2 separate regions of the Anser cygnoides genome follow, and region 2 is linked to region 1. Evidence: chromatin contacts called from public Hi-C data. All regions are on one chromosome and are shown on one strand. The core of a region is the stretch at or near the end of the contact, and the rest is flanking DNA. Distances in the headings are between cores, read along the strand shown. Region 1 holds the start of TXN2 (thioredoxin 2). Region 2 overlaps MYH9 (myosin heavy chain 9).

Evidence for each region. Hi-C and Micro-C count contacts between places; a contact is called where the count stands out from the background.
Region 2: a Hi-C map of liver shows a contact between it and region 1, with 1.8 times the contacts expected there. The contact joins the enhancer-like site here to the promoter of TXN2 in region 1. A contact is called at or near these places in 5 of 7 Hi-C or Micro-C datasets (fetal liver, granulosa cells and liver).

The regions. Positions count from the first base shown.
Region 1 is chr1:56,484,033-56,491,393 of Taihu_goose_T2T_genome, reverse strand. TXN2 (thioredoxin 2) reads right to left here and starts at 4,250. Exons shown (of 4, transcript XM_048048298.2): 1 at 4,128-4,250; 2 at 3,872-4,032; 3 at 2,675-2,798. The coding sequence starts at 4,032. FOXRED2 (FAD dependent oxidoreductase domain containing 2) reads right to left here. Exons shown (of 9, transcript XM_066996741.1): 7 at 6,340-6,581; 8 at 5,812-5,982; 9 at 4,417-5,550. The coding sequence ends at 5,300.
Region 2 is chr1:56,536,593-56,543,953 of Taihu_goose_T2T_genome, reverse strand. All of the region lies in intron 3 of MYH9 (myosin heavy chain 9), which reads right to left. Among named protein-coding and RNA genes, the nearest start is that of MYH9, 26 kb to the right of the region's middle. Within about 2 kb of position 3,108, at least 2 of the 3 cell types and tissues checked have open chromatin away from gene starts, as enhancers often do. A contact at or near this core is called in fetal liver and liver, where this site is marked.

The sequences.
Region 1 (7,361 bases), core at 3,001-5,500:
TGGGCTTCGTGCTAGCCGGAATTGTTTGGAGCCAAGGGCAGGGAGAAGCAGGCGTGAAGGCACGCAGCGACATTCCTCAGCTCCTCCCGGGGGCTCTCCCTTCTCTCCCCAGGCTGAGGAGCCCGCGGGAGATGACGCCGTGCCATCGGGCAGCGAACTGGGGGCCGTGCACGTGGCAGGGGAATAGGCATGGACGGAAGGAGACTTCCTGGCGGTGAGTGGAGGAGCTGTGAGGGTAACACCTACACTGAAACTCGCAAGCAAAATCCTTCTCAGCTTGCAGATAACTAATCTCAGATGGAAAGGCTTTAAAAAAAAAAAAATCCCTCTGGATTCCCTGATCTTTCCCAAATACCACCTCTGGTCTCTCTTTGATCTCGACTCAGCGTCTTCCCATCGGCTCTTCTGCTCCCATCTCCTTAGCTGGCAACTTCCCAGAAGCAGCAGCAAGGCCAAGCACGTGCCCAGTGCACGAACCAAGCTTCTGCCTTGAAAAGGATGCCCCAAACTACAAAGATCAAACCAAGCATTTCTCCTTTACCCATTTGCAGCTATCCTACTCGCCAGCACTACCTAAGGGATGGGGTTTAGCCGCAGGCAGAAGGGTCCAGACTGGGTGCACTCATCACTGCAAAATGCAGAGGACGCAGGGATGATCCCCAGGACCTCTTGCAAAACAAAACTTCGCTGTGTTTGTGTGGTAAGCTGCAGAAAGAAGCCAGCCCTTTCAGCCTCTTTTTCAAGACCTTTCTTCCCATACACGCGCTCTCTTGCCGTTTTCCAGTCATTTGAGATCATCTTCTTGTAAAGTGAGCTAATTGAACCTGCTGGAAGGCTTGGGGCAACACGGGAGTTAAGCCAACAAGCTCTACTCTCTCCTCCTTAGGACAGTTGCTACCAGAACCTTGTCCGCACCTATCCGGATTTATCTCCTGACCACCACTGAAAGAACCTCAGTCTCTTCCACTTGTTCTCACCAGCACCCTCGAGCTGCACAGCCCTCAGGCTTGTAACACACAGCCCTGCTAGTGAGCCAGCACTCGTCCCCCTCAGCCCCGGCATGCCTGAGAGCACGCCACCACCTAAAAAAAGCACGGGAGGCTCTCGTGCTCAGCCTGGGGAAGTTGCAAGTGACATTTGCAGGCAGCAGCCGGGTGCACGCTCCACCACAGCACAGGCAGAAAGTTCTCCCTGGGAAGGAGTGGGAGGGAATGAGCTGGTTCGGCCTCTTCCCCCTTCCAGCACGGCAGGGTTTGGGAACAGGACAGAGCCATCTCCTCCAGGCTTAACAAAATGACAGCTTTGCTCAGGAGCTGGTTCGGTTTGCTGGGCATCTTGAGAAGCTTCTTGTGCTAGCGTCAGCCCGGGGAGCAGGACTTCACCTGGGAGAGGGAGCAGCTCCATCTGTGTGCTACGCAAGTGAAAATTGAGCACTTTCTTCCCTGTAAAGCACAGCAGCGGGATGCCCTGACTCCACAGACTGACCTGTTGTTTACAAGGAGAAATAACAGGGGCCAGCGCAGTTGTCAAAGGAATTTTTGCATTTCTTAAACCGCCTGATCGCTGACGGGGTAGGAGCAGGGGGAATCACGTAAGCCAAGCACGGCCTTCTCCAGTCACTCTGCTCGTTCCTGGGAGCGAGACTGCAGGGACAAACGCAGGGCAAGCGTGTGAAATACTGACATAAGCACCAAGGCCCACGCTTGCCAAGAGTGGGATGCGTGCTCCTGCTGCGCACAGGCACTCTCTGACCTGCCTTCCACTTGTCCAAACAAAGCCCACGCCGTCCCCTTGTGATGCAGCTTAAGGACAGGACACTGTCACCCCGCAAGAAATCCTCAGCAAGGGAGGGGACGGGCTGGCTGCCCGGAGAACCGTGTCAAGGAGTGCAACAGCCTGGGGCTTGTTACTTCATGTCCCTGCCCTACACCCGAGCAGCCTGCGCACGCAGTAAATGCTGCACAGAACTACTGGAGTGAGCACAGAGGGCTACGAAGATGATTAGAGGACTGGAGCACCTGTTGGACGAGGACAGGCTGAGAGAGCTGGGCCTGTTTAGCCTGGAGGAGAGAAGGCTGAGGGGACATCTCATCAAGGTGTGTAAATATCTGAGGGGAGCGTGTCAAGAGGATGGAGCCGGTCTCTTTTCAGTCGTGCCCAGCGAGGAGATGAGAGGCAACAGGCACAAACTGAAGCACAGGAGGTTCTGGCTCAATACGAGGGGGCACTTCTTTACTGTGAGGGTGACAGACCACTGGGACAGGTTGCCCAGAGAGGTTGTGGAGTCTCCTCCTCTGGAGATATTCAAAACCCGCCTGGATGCCATCCTGCAACGTGCTCCAGGTGATCCTGCTTGGTCCAGGGGTTGGACTGGGTGATCTTCAGAGGTCCCTTCCAACCTCGGCCGTTCTGTGATACGCTGTGTTTACACTGACAGATTTCTGCACGGCCTAAAGGACACATTTCTGCAGATTTAGAGGTGGGGACACCGAATATGAGCAGCAGAGCTGGAGGAGGGGCATGCAGTGAAATCCAGCCACTGCAGTGACCCAGTGGACCAGGCACAGGCAGGCAGCAGCCCTGGGCTTCCCCTCCCTGCGCAGACACCTCTCCCTGGAGAGGGACCTGCTCCGGACTACCACCACCGGCGAGCCTGTGCTCTTCCAGCTCCTACCTCGTACTCAATGGCAAGGTCTGTGTGATCATCGATGTCCACTTTGGCCATCACCACCTTCCCCTCCTGCTTGGCCACCATCTTCTCTAACCTGGGGCCTAGGATCTTGCAGGGACCGCACCACCTAAGGAGAGAAAGAGAGCAGGCACGAGGGGAGGCAAGTGCAGCAGCAGCAGGCACGGAAGGCTGGAACGCCAGTGCCTTTACCACCGTTTTACCTCTCTTGTCTTCAGCCCAACCTCTATGCTACGGGACGCTGCTGGCATTGAACGCCGAGCATAAACATTAACCAGCTCCCCCAGCCCGGGCTGTCCTCCTTCTGCTGCTCAGCCGTTCGTCCCTGCCCTGCTCACGTGTTGAGCTGTAACCCAGATGGCCACAACGCCGCCGTGGTGCAAGCGTTGCTGTCAGGCATGGGGGCAGCCACCTGCACACCTATTGGCTCGTGCCAATTATCACAGGCTTGCCTGTGTACTTACTGCAGAGTTAGCTGCAAAAATTGCAGACATAGCAGGCGTTTAACGCAAGAACATGGCAGCCACGGCAGATTTTGCAAGGCCCCACACAGGGAAAACAGTGCTGCACCTAAACACGCTGGTTAGGGAGCTGTGAACTCCCTCAGGCCAAGGAAAACACAAGTTAAAGCTCTGAGTGCCCTTTTCATGTAAAACATAAGCTCATGCAAAACGTAAGTTTTGTGCCTCCTTCCATGTTGGGTTTCAGGCTTTCCATTATTTGTCTTTTTCTCCCTGGATGACCCCAGTTAATGTTGGTTGTGGTTCGTCAGTTTGGTCTGTTTAGTGCAGCTGTTTTGGGGCTGCTCTGTAGCCTGTTTGCCCAGAATCAGCCACAACTCCTATGGCAGCACTACAGGACCGTGAAAACACTTGAAAAAGCAGTATAATCGGCATCGTTAATCCAGCGGATAACATCCAGGAATATTTTAACTGGCAAGAGCACAACAACAGTTTTATCGATCACAAACATTGCTTCTGCTACCGTGAGGCTGTCAAGAGCTCTGGCCCAAGAGCGCACGGTGCTAGAGCTGCAGAGACACAGCGTGAGCCTGCGGGGAGGTACAAAACGCGCGTTAACGTCGCTCTGTGTTTTTTGGGGGGACACTTAGCCCCGAGAAGCGATGAAGGGCGTTACCGGAGCCTCGCCGTGCCCCGGGGCTCGGCGCTGCCGGGCACTTACTGCGCGTGGAAGTCCACCACGACGGGCTTGGCGCTGTTGACCACCCGCTCCTGGAAGTCGCCGCCGTCCTGCACGTTGAAGGCGCTCGGGCGGGCCGCGGAGGTGCCCAAGGCCCTGCCGGGGCCGGCCAGCAGCCGACGGAGCGCCAACCTCTGCGCCATCTGCGGGGAGAAGAGGGGGGCGTCAGGGCGGGGGGGCGGTCGCGATCCCCGTCCCGATCGCGACCCCGCTCCCTATCGCGGCCGCGGCCCCGCACCTCGCCCTGCCCGCAGGTGCCCAAACCCGCTTCCGGCCGTCTCTGCGGATGGAGCCGCCCCCCCCCGCCCCGTTTGCGGGAGCTCAGTGGCTGCCGCTGCTGTCACTCGCACCCAGCCGCCGGCTTGGGGCGGAGCAGGCTGCTCCGCGGGGACCTTTTTCGTGCCCCCTGGGGGAGCTTTGTCGCGCACCCCCGCGATTCATTGGGATTTAGGGGACCGGCCCCGCGTGGAGCCCCCCCGGGGGACGCACACGAACGCGTGGGGATAACAAAGGGGCAGGAAAGCGCAGCCCACCACCCAGCCAGCCCTTGGGAGAGGGGTTTTGGGGTGAGCGGAGGGGAGAGAAAGAAACAGGACGAGCGTTTTGTCACCAAAGTGCACCTGGAACTTTCTTGTCGGGATGCAGTGCAAAGAGGAGGGGTGGCGGACATGCTTTATAAAACGGGGTGTGTGGGGGGGCTTTTTAGGGTGTTTGGTACAGAGAAGAAATGTTTGGACAGCAGGCCCACAGTCAGTGTGAGTCTCTCTGCCCTAGGACTGGAGGCAGGCTGCTCAGCCGCGTAGGGCGAAGGGTCTCTTGTAGTGCTCTCCTGGAAATGAGAAATTATCCCCGCCGGACTTAACTAAAAACCCACCACCCCTCTGTGCCCACCTCCGGCACCGCCCTAAATCAAAGGCAGCAAAAATACCGTGCAGTTTGCCCAGAGAACCACTTCTGGATTCGGTACACAAACAGATCCCGAAGCACTCGCAGCACCCAGGGAGCAGCGCGCCCGCACCAGGCTGCCACGGGACACGAGCAAGTCACCTCACAAGAGGGAGGTGACAATGTAAGTCACCCAAACGTCCCTCAAATCTCCCCTTTTGGACCCCTGGATGTCGCTGCAGATGCTGGCCTAGGCTATAAACACCACCTTCAGGCAACTCTGAGCACTGCAAGGACAAAGCGGGCGCCTCAGCACCGCCGGATTTCAGGCCCTGCCTTGTCCTTGGGAGCACGTCGGTCCTTTCTGTAACAGCAAGATCTGAGCAGGTCTTTGGCAAGTCGTGAACGGCAGAAGAAGGGATGGGGATGGAAGAGGCGCGGGGGAGAGGGGAGAGCCCTGCCGGGGATCTCTGTTACAGTACTGGCACAGCAGCACCCGTGGGTTTCCGCGCGGCGGGAGAAACGTTAGAGTTCGTCCTTGGCGTTAACGAGATGCTGCAGCGGGCGGACGGGTACGACGTGGTCCTTCAGCAGCTGGTCCCCGTCGGGGAGTTTGTCACCTGAGAAGTCCGCGGCAGCAAAATCCTCCAGCAGGCCGGCTGCTACCGCGTGGCGCCGGAGCCTCTCGCTCCCCGCCAGTCCTTGCATCCTCGCGTAGCCCTGCTGGCAGAAGGGAGGCAGCTTCTGGCGGGTGAGGGCGAAGAGGAAACAGGATTCTGCCAGGGAGAGCACAAAAAAGTAAATGAGACTCACCGGAGACACCCTGTAGAGAACAATTCCCAAAGGCTTTTGGGAACACGCACGCAGCACCAGCACTTTTTACTGTCCGGGGAGCACATCGGAGAGGTGTGACTGACTGCGAGAGCGCCAGCGCATCGCAGGGAGATCTCAGTTATTTGCAGAAGAGCTCGCTCCTGTCCCGTGTCCCTCACGTCCCTCCTCCACCTCCTGCCACCTCAACCCCAGGCTCAAATTACCTGCGAAGAAACTGCGCAGGTCGGTGCTGAGGCAGTTCTCCAAGAAACGCCTCAGCGGCAGGATGTGAGCGTTTGGGGCCGTCCAGTCTGTCAGAAAATCCTCCACGATGTGATGGATGGCATCTGGGCGGGGGAGAGGCCAATCGGGGGGACGAAGTTTCATCTCACGCTCTGCCAAGAGACCATTAAGGGAAACTCTCAGAATCAAAATGGAATTAGAAAGGGGAAGCAGAAAGCAGCCGCAACAGCTGTAGCAGTTTTTGCCCTGACCTAATCCCTACCTTACTCTCACATTTGCAATCCCCTCTGCTAGCTCTGTCCTGAGGAGCCCTGCCACCGCAGCATCTCCCATCGTTTCCCTCTGGAAGGGACTGCCCATCAGGCTGAACTGTGCTCAGGCTTTAGTGCTGCCACCCACCAAGCTGCTTTCCTTGCAGGTCAGGCTGCCCCCCGAGTTGATCTTTCCGAGGTGAGGATTCAGTACACACACTGGCTGGACAGAGGCTTCGCAGCGGAACAGAGCTTTACCTGTTGGGAGGCGTTTGTAGTAGTAAATCACAGGGTGCAAGAAGTTGGACTGCCAGGCGTGCTGCGCCTCTCCCACAGCTCGGTTGTAGTAGAAGACATCCTTGTCAGCCCCCGAGAAATTCCTCCCGTACTCCATGACGACGACAAACAGCCCCTCGGGAGCATTCCTCCCCGCCTGTGTTTCCAGCTCAGCCAGGATTCCGACCGGGTACTCTTCCAGGTACTCAAAGGCTGTGGCATTCCTAAGAATTGCAACCACAATCATCAGATTTTTCTGCCAGAGAAAAGCCAAGTGGGATCCAACACCCCCGCAGCCGATCGAGGCTAAGGCCAAAGAGCCATCATCAGCTACCAATTATTTTGGTAACTACAGATCTGGGCTGGGCTCGATGCAGAGCTTAGGAAGGCTGCACTTACTGTTACAAGACTCCCTTACGTTCCCAGACTCTGGGATCCCTCTATTAGCACTGCTCAAGGAAAACTTTCCTGTGGGCACAGTAAGAGTAGTACACCTCCGAGCCCAGCAGGAACGCCTGGGCCATTTCAGCCCTTTAAGAGAAGGCAAGTCAGGCAGGCGGGGCAGGAGGCCGGCGTGGCTGACCAGGAACATTCTAATGGAGATTAGGCGGAAACAGAGAGTGTTTCGCTACTGGAAGGAGGGCCAGGTGTCATGGAAAGAATACAGGGATGCCGTTCGTGTTTGTAGGCAGAAAATTCGTGTGGCCAAAGCACACCTTGAGTTGAAGCTGGCTGTGTCTGTGAGAGAAAATAAAAAGGGCTTTTTCAGATATGTGAATGGAAAAAGGAGAACTAAAGAATACATAGGGCCGCTCCTTGATAGGGAAGGTCTCCTCACAGACAATGACATAGGCAAAGCAGAGACGCTTAACGCCTTCTTCGCCTCTGTCTTCAATGCCGATGATGGGCTTCGGGACCCAGGGTGCCCTGAGCTAGAGGACTGGGACGGTGGGGATGACAAACTCCCAACCGACCCTGAACGTGTGCAGGATTTGCTACTCCAC
Region 2 (7,361 bases), core at 1,859-4,358, 54 kb before region 1:
AGCCTTTAACGCTGCCACCGCAAGTGAATTTAGCATGAATGCCATATTCAACAAGAAAAATCTATAAACTCAGTTTAATAGAGAGAAGCAATCCAGCTTTGGGACACATTTTCATGGAATACAGAAGGCGGGAGAAACTACCAAATTTGAGATTCGGTCTTTTCTTAAATTATTCTGCAGCTGCTAATGGAGACATTAGATTCATACACTACAAATAAGTAATTCCTGCTCTGAACTTCCTTTACTGGAAACTCATTATATGCAGATGAGCACAAAAGTTTAGAGGAAAATAATCTGCTTTACCACAGATAATACCTCTCTCAGAAAGAGCTGATCAGCCCTAAGACTGGAAGTAAGCAAGCAGAAGAAAATTGTCACTCAAATAGTTTGGGCCCAGCAAACAACTAAGCATCCAAAACCAGACTATGCGGCTTTGTTAGCACTGTACGTTCATTTTTTTTCAAGTGCTGAATTTTATTCATTGCCTTTAAGATACGTACCCCTTTTGCTGAAGGGCAGGTGAAGAGCAGATGTGAGCCAGCCCCAAAGGCCTCACCCATTCAAGGTTCCCAGCGGGTCAATGGCTCAGCAGGCACACGCCAGCCCTCTGTGTGACTGGGCACTTTGAGGGTGGATCGGGGAATAACTAGTGACTCATTTATGGATTGCCTAAGGAAATGTATTCTGCAGTAGTGCGACACCTGGGTGCAATTCTCTACCACAAAGCAGTTATGGTAAAAAGAAAAGATTATGCTTCTGAATAACATTTGACTTTCAAAAGCTTGACTATAAGCAGGCAGTCCATTTGTCCTAGAAAAGCTTGTCTTTGCATTCGGATACTACAGATGCTCTTCTAAGAAGCCTATTAGAGAGAGAAAAAAAGAAAAAAAGAAGATGCCCCTAAGGATGGCACTCCTCACTCCTGGTAGCCAGCTTCGGTGTTGGAATGATGAGCTGGAGCTCCTCATGCAGGCAGTGGAGCCCTAGGTACCTACATACCACATGCTTCCCCCTTCCCTCTCCTCCAAGATAGGATCCTCATTCCAGCAAAATACACTGATAAGCAGGCAGGCAAACCAAGTGCTGAACAGAAAGAGAGATGACCAACATCAGATAACCCTCAGAAGCTCTTTGGCACCGAGCACTCTGGATCACAACAGGTTCTGCTGTAGTTGGCTGAGAAGCTCTTGTAGAGCCTCACTGCAAAGGGAATAAGAGGCACCAGCTCTGTGGAGCTACCCAAGGAAGTCACAAAGGGATGAGCACAGGATCTTTCCACACCCCAACACACAGCGAGGTGTTGCAAGGCAGGAAGAGCCACAGACGGCGTTCAAAAGCCCTCTCACATTGGGCTTTCCTCCCCCAGAGCACTCGCCCGGTGGCCTGCTGCAGCTGCGTTAGTCACCTCCGCTGTAGGGCAGCCAGAAGGTACCTGCGAGTGCAGGCAAGCCACCGGCAGCGCGCAGACGCTGCCATAAAAGGCAACATTCCTGGTTGCAATCCGGGGGAAATTCTTTCCCAGGACGGCAAAGCAGCAGTCATTGGGATAGCTGGAATTCTTCTAATTGTGTACAGACAGACAACTGAATAATGTGTTGAGCAACAGGAAATTGGAGCCTACCAAAGGGCCAAAGAGCTAACAAACACAAAAGCATAACTTTTAGACACGCTTCCAATTAAGACCCGCCGTAAATGCCAATATTTATTCTCCATACAATACCGACTTGTGCCGTCATGAATCAGAATGCTATTGCCCAGACAAGAGGCCACCTCCAACTCCCCCCCCACCTTTTCTTTTTTTTTCTTAGGGGATCATTCAACATGGGCGTACTGCACAGCTTCAGTCAGCACTTGCCTTTACTCCATTGTCGGTTGTGCAAGCAACCTACTCAGCAGAAGAGACTGTGCTGGGCACCATAAACTCAGCTGCTTGCAAGAACACAATCAAGGAACGCCTGATTAAAAGAAATCTGCATCTGCTTTTCCATCCTAAACAGAGTCACTTATTAAGAACAATCCAGAATAACAACTCATTAGTTAATTATAGCAACAGCTCTGTATTTCAGACCAGCTGGCAAGGAAAGCTTTTTATCTAGGGCTCCTCTTTAGTTCCCATCACCACAGTATTCAAGTGATCATAAGAAGCAGCAGCCTCAAGCACCCAAAAATTCAGGAAGTCTGACGTCCTTCAAATTTAAGCTATACAGCAGTATGGTACAATAAGTTCACTAGATTAATTTTACTGTATTTTTAAAAATATGATATCTAACTTATTATCGACTTCCTTCAGCCCTAAAATAAAAGACCTCATTTTAGACTGCTTCCAGGACTTCTTGGCACACATTAAAAATTAAAATTAAAAGCCAAAACTTAAATTAATTAAAAGCCAAAATTTGTTTTGACAAGACAGACATCTCATGTATTGGAAGTCCTCAGCCAAAGACTCCAGTGCAAAATAATGTATCGGAGGGAATTCTGAACTGCTGTGGTGGAATATATTGGCATAAACGATAAACGAACAGAGCCCCAGACTCCTGAATTTTTTTTTGGATGTCTTGGGATGGGAGAAGGAAAAGGTTGCCAGGCTGGAACTGTGCAATGTGGGATGTTCTGTAACCGAGATGTGTAGCCTAAGAGGCCTTTATCAGCCACTTCCTCCGCCCGAGCGACTGGTTCCAGGCCTGCTCATGGCCATAAAAGGAGAAGTAATATAGCGCGCACGCTGCGCTGACATCATCTCCCCGGCGAAGAGGAAGCCTAGCTGAAAGGCAAAGGCTTGGCTTGCGATCCCCTGCCTATAGCTGACTCATTAAGGCTGAGAGCTTAACCATAGCGAGGTGGTACCACCCACCGCCTAACCGCCGCGCTCTGGCGCAGCGGAGGGGCCTGGCCCTCTGGGTTTCCGTTACTGCAGCGCGCCCCTGAGGGCCCGCGGCCCAGCTGAGGCATCTGCCTGCTGGCCGCCTCCGAGCTGACCTGAAGCGAGGAGGAGTCGAAATGTGTGCTCCAGCCATGCTGTAGCTTCAGTTCTCGCTCTCTTCAAGCTGCTCATTCTGACCTCAGGGCCGTCTAACAGCCAGCGTCCTTCCCTCAGGGCTCTGGGGCATGAGGAGCCGCAGGCACCTGACACCGCTGCGCTACCCGGAACAACCCCACCGGCATAAAATCAAATATATTCACAGCGGTGCTTTAACCTACATGCTGGTTTGAGTTCCTGACACTGGTTTGAGTGTCAAAAACGCTCCTGGGAAACACCAGAACAGAGCCCGAGAGCTTGCTTTTGCACTGTCATTTAAGGAATGCATTAGACAAGAGTTTCAAAATGCTAATAACCTATCATTAAGTACAAGGGGAAAAAAATCAAATGAAGGATAAGCATAGCATATGCAAGACAGCTCTCACAGAGTTGAACTTCTAGATATGAAAAAGGAAAAAGTCATTTGATTTGGCAGGACCACTGCAGTGCCAAGATTCAGCTTTGCTGTATGTGAAGTTTGAGGACAAGCACAAGGAAAAAAAGAGTTTCATTTCAAAAAATGAAATACATCCTACTGGGTCAAATGCAAATATTTATTTCCCCAAGCCATTTCTGGACTAAAGCCCATACCCCTTTCTGTAGCATTCCACAACTGAATCTGGAGATAGCAAAACAGGAAAACAAGTTAGGCTGTAATTTTCGGTTACACAAATGTTTATGAAGTTCTGACAGGAAAGAAAAACTGGTATACGGCCTGCAAAAGCTCAGGCTGCTCACGATACTAAAACAGCGTACAGCAGGGAAACCGACAGAAAGGGCTGAACTATTACATAAGTGACTGCCAGAAGGCTCCTGCTCTGGTTTACAGGAATGAAGCAAAAAGGGTGTGGTAACTACTAAAAAACAAGCGGGCAATGGACTCTTTTAGCTCCTTGTTCTATTGAAAACCACATTTCAAGACAGATTTTTTTAGAGTTGCATTTAGAAATCTCAAATGATTCAAAGCATGTAAAACATCTCAAGAAAATCAGAAACTACATGTGTTTTCTTGCAATTTGCACACAAGCACCATCAAATGAACATCCTCCACATTTAGTATCCAAATTTAATACTGCCCTTTGCATCAGAAATTTGGACAGATCTTGGAAAAAAAATAGCAAAACCACATGCTATTTTCCTTAGGTTTTAGTGGAAACAGAATTTGACTCTTATGTGCAACTTGAAAGAGACACATCCACGCCCCTACCTAATCTGAACAGCTCTCTCAATCGGGTATCCCTCAATTGGTAGGCATGCACAGAATATTGCAGAGAAAATAAAGACACATTTTGGGCAGTGTAAAACACAGTGCAGTATAGCAGACAAGTGCTAAGAAGCAACCTGAGAAAGCAGAACTGAGACCCAGAAGTTAGAACAGAAGTCTCTACTAGCTTGGAAACTTAAGAAACATGTAAATGGCTGAGAATTACAAATACTTCAAGGTCATGTTCTGTAGGAGCAGATCTAAAGGATGGTTTCTTGTGAAAGTGACAACTGGGTCTGAGGTGCATCTGAAGACCTTCAAAAGCAAGCCATTCGTCTTAAAATAGCTAGCACTGTTTCCTCCCTGAATATAACAAGGCCAGTAAAGATCATGAAGGTGCTATACTTCAGATTTTTTTCTTTTAAACACCAAACCCATAGACTGCCTAAATTCTAAGTGAATACCAGCAAGTTGCTGGCCACATAGGCTCCTTTGCAAACTAATCCATCACAGTCAAGGAGGATTTAATCACTGCACAATGATTTTAAGAGTTTTATTCAGTGAACCATTAGGAGCTCTATACTGACATGTGGAAAAACTGGATGAGAAGTGAGATAGAGTGCATTCGCTAGCAACGTACAGTCTGTTTTCTCTCCTACATTTTAGCTGAGCAAGTTGAATAGTAGCTTAAAAAAATGGGCAGAGTACACATACAAGGGAAGAGCTCTGAAGAAAGCATTCCAGAACAACCATACTAATCCAAGCTATTACAAAGGAGTTTCAGGCACTGACAGTAAAATGGCCATCATGCTCCAGACACCAATGAAACTTCTAGCTTATTTCTAGCCTCAGTATTTGACATTAAAAATTCCTTGTGTGCGCTCTGAACAGACAAACAGGTGCTATTTGATAGCTTTAAAATGTTTTTCTTAATAGATCCTCTGGAGAACGCAAATTGAGGTAAAGAATTTACCCCTTCAATGTACATCTGCTGCTTTAGATTAATGATTTGTCTGCTCAAGACACCACTCCACTTACAGGCACTATGCTTCTTCAGTCATCAGTGCCAGAAAAGTAATTCTTCTGAAAGCAGTCAGACCTTAGGCTTCTGGCATCCAGGTTACCCAGGGAACAAAAACATTAAGACAAATGTGTGTGCTTTTTTTTTCTCTGAAAGCAAAAATGTTTTTATTTTCTTCAGAATTCTGCTCTTGAAACACAAGAAGCATCTCCAAGTACCATTCAGCAAAATAACGTTTTTACCTCATTTCTGAATCTTAATGTCTTTGGTTGGAGAAAGAAGGAAAAAAGAATCAAAAAAATTACTTTTAACACATTCTCCATTATCTTATTGCTTCAAGGAAATGCTTCTGGTGAAGTTTAACAAAAATAATTTAACCTCTTAGGATACATGAATGCCACATGACACTTCTGCAAATGGAATAACCATGGTAAACACAGAAAGAGGACCAAACTTTGTGCACCAGCAGAGATGCCTGAAAAGGGTTAAACAGTTTCTGGATTAGCAGAATTTGGAATAAAACTCTCATCTTCCTCTCCCTTCCCAATTCCTTTCCTGAAGAACCTCCCTTTGAACAGCCTGCTTATTAGAATACCATAAATTGACTGGGGGGAAAAATGTAAAACAGTCTGTATCAATTAATGTGAAAAGCTTTTCCAGTCTGTCAGCTTAAGAGATAACTATACCCCGTGCCGGAAGAAGTCAGTCTCTAGCTTGCTATCCTCCTTCAGACCATGAAGGACTCCCTGTCTTTGGGGCTCTGAAAGTATTGTAGGGAAGGCATCCTAATCCTAAATGCCTCCGGCTCATGTGGAGCACTGGACCCTTTCATGTTCTGTTCTCTGTACAGATTCCTGCCATACCACTGGCTGCTGCATCAAGCCTCCCCCACTGCTAAGCAGAACTGAGAAAGTGGACTAGGAATGTTGCTTTCCATTGCCCTAGAGGCTAGCCAGGGCCGGAGACATTGCAACAACCTACTCACCTTCGCTCCCAGTAGCATACACCAGAATGCTGCTGTTTTCCTTTGAAATAAGGCAGCAAATAACCCTACAGTGATCTCCAGGCATTTTTGCTATCAAACACGTACATATGAACCAACACACACAAAATTCTACCAAACCTAATTAATTGGTCAAAGCAGGCTACTTCAAAAGATAAGTGGGAATGATTTTCATGTCCAACAAGCATTCCAACTAGACAGCAACAAGGTATCTCAAGCCAGGCAGAGAAGAGCTGAGACAAACCTCTAGATTGTCAGGACTGTTGAGAATATATCACGTAGCTAGAACTGTTCTGGAAAAGGTAAACACTCCAAAAGAGCTCATAGCAACTTTCCAGTGCTAGGAAAACAGTGGCAGGGCTGCCTGTCTTCAACTTTGTACAACAAAATATTCAAGACTGGGATTTCTGAGCTTTAGACACCATTCAAGGGGTGGTCTGATGGAGACACCTCTTTTGAAAAGGAGAGGAATTATCCATGTAGACCAACCACTAGCTCTGACCCATTATCAGACAAGTAGATGTCATCTGTTCCTTCTTGCAGAATTGTGGCTGTCCAGATATCCATTGCCACATCCTGATGGTGTATGGTAGGGATAAAGGACAAGATGCAAAACCGTGCAGTTCCAAATGGTTTAACTGTTGACTGTGGAAGGAGAAAGACTTATTTGGTCTCTTACAACAATGCCACAGAGCCCATTTCTGATGCTATGTAGAAAAGATCTTTTTAGGGAACAATAAATTTGGTAGGGTTTAGTCAATACCTCGTTTAAGGAAAATATATGTTGGTACTTCAGCTGACAAGGAGCAGGCAAGAGAGAAGGAAGTAATAAAGGAAGTGAAACACTGATAAGAGGTTTATAGACAATCGTGCTGCTCGGTCTTTGAAGGAAGTGAGGGCATACGTAGATCCAGGTTCAAGGGTCCCCACACACACACTCTGGATACAGCATTCCGTTCAGAGCAACACTTAAGTAGTATAGGAGTATTTTCTCAAAAGCTGTCATATTGTCCACAAGTTGCCATCAGTACCCTGCCACCGGTCCAACTGCAGCATGTCAGTATGGCTCTCCCCTCCACACCCAAGGCTTTTACCAACACAGCTTAATTTATCTATC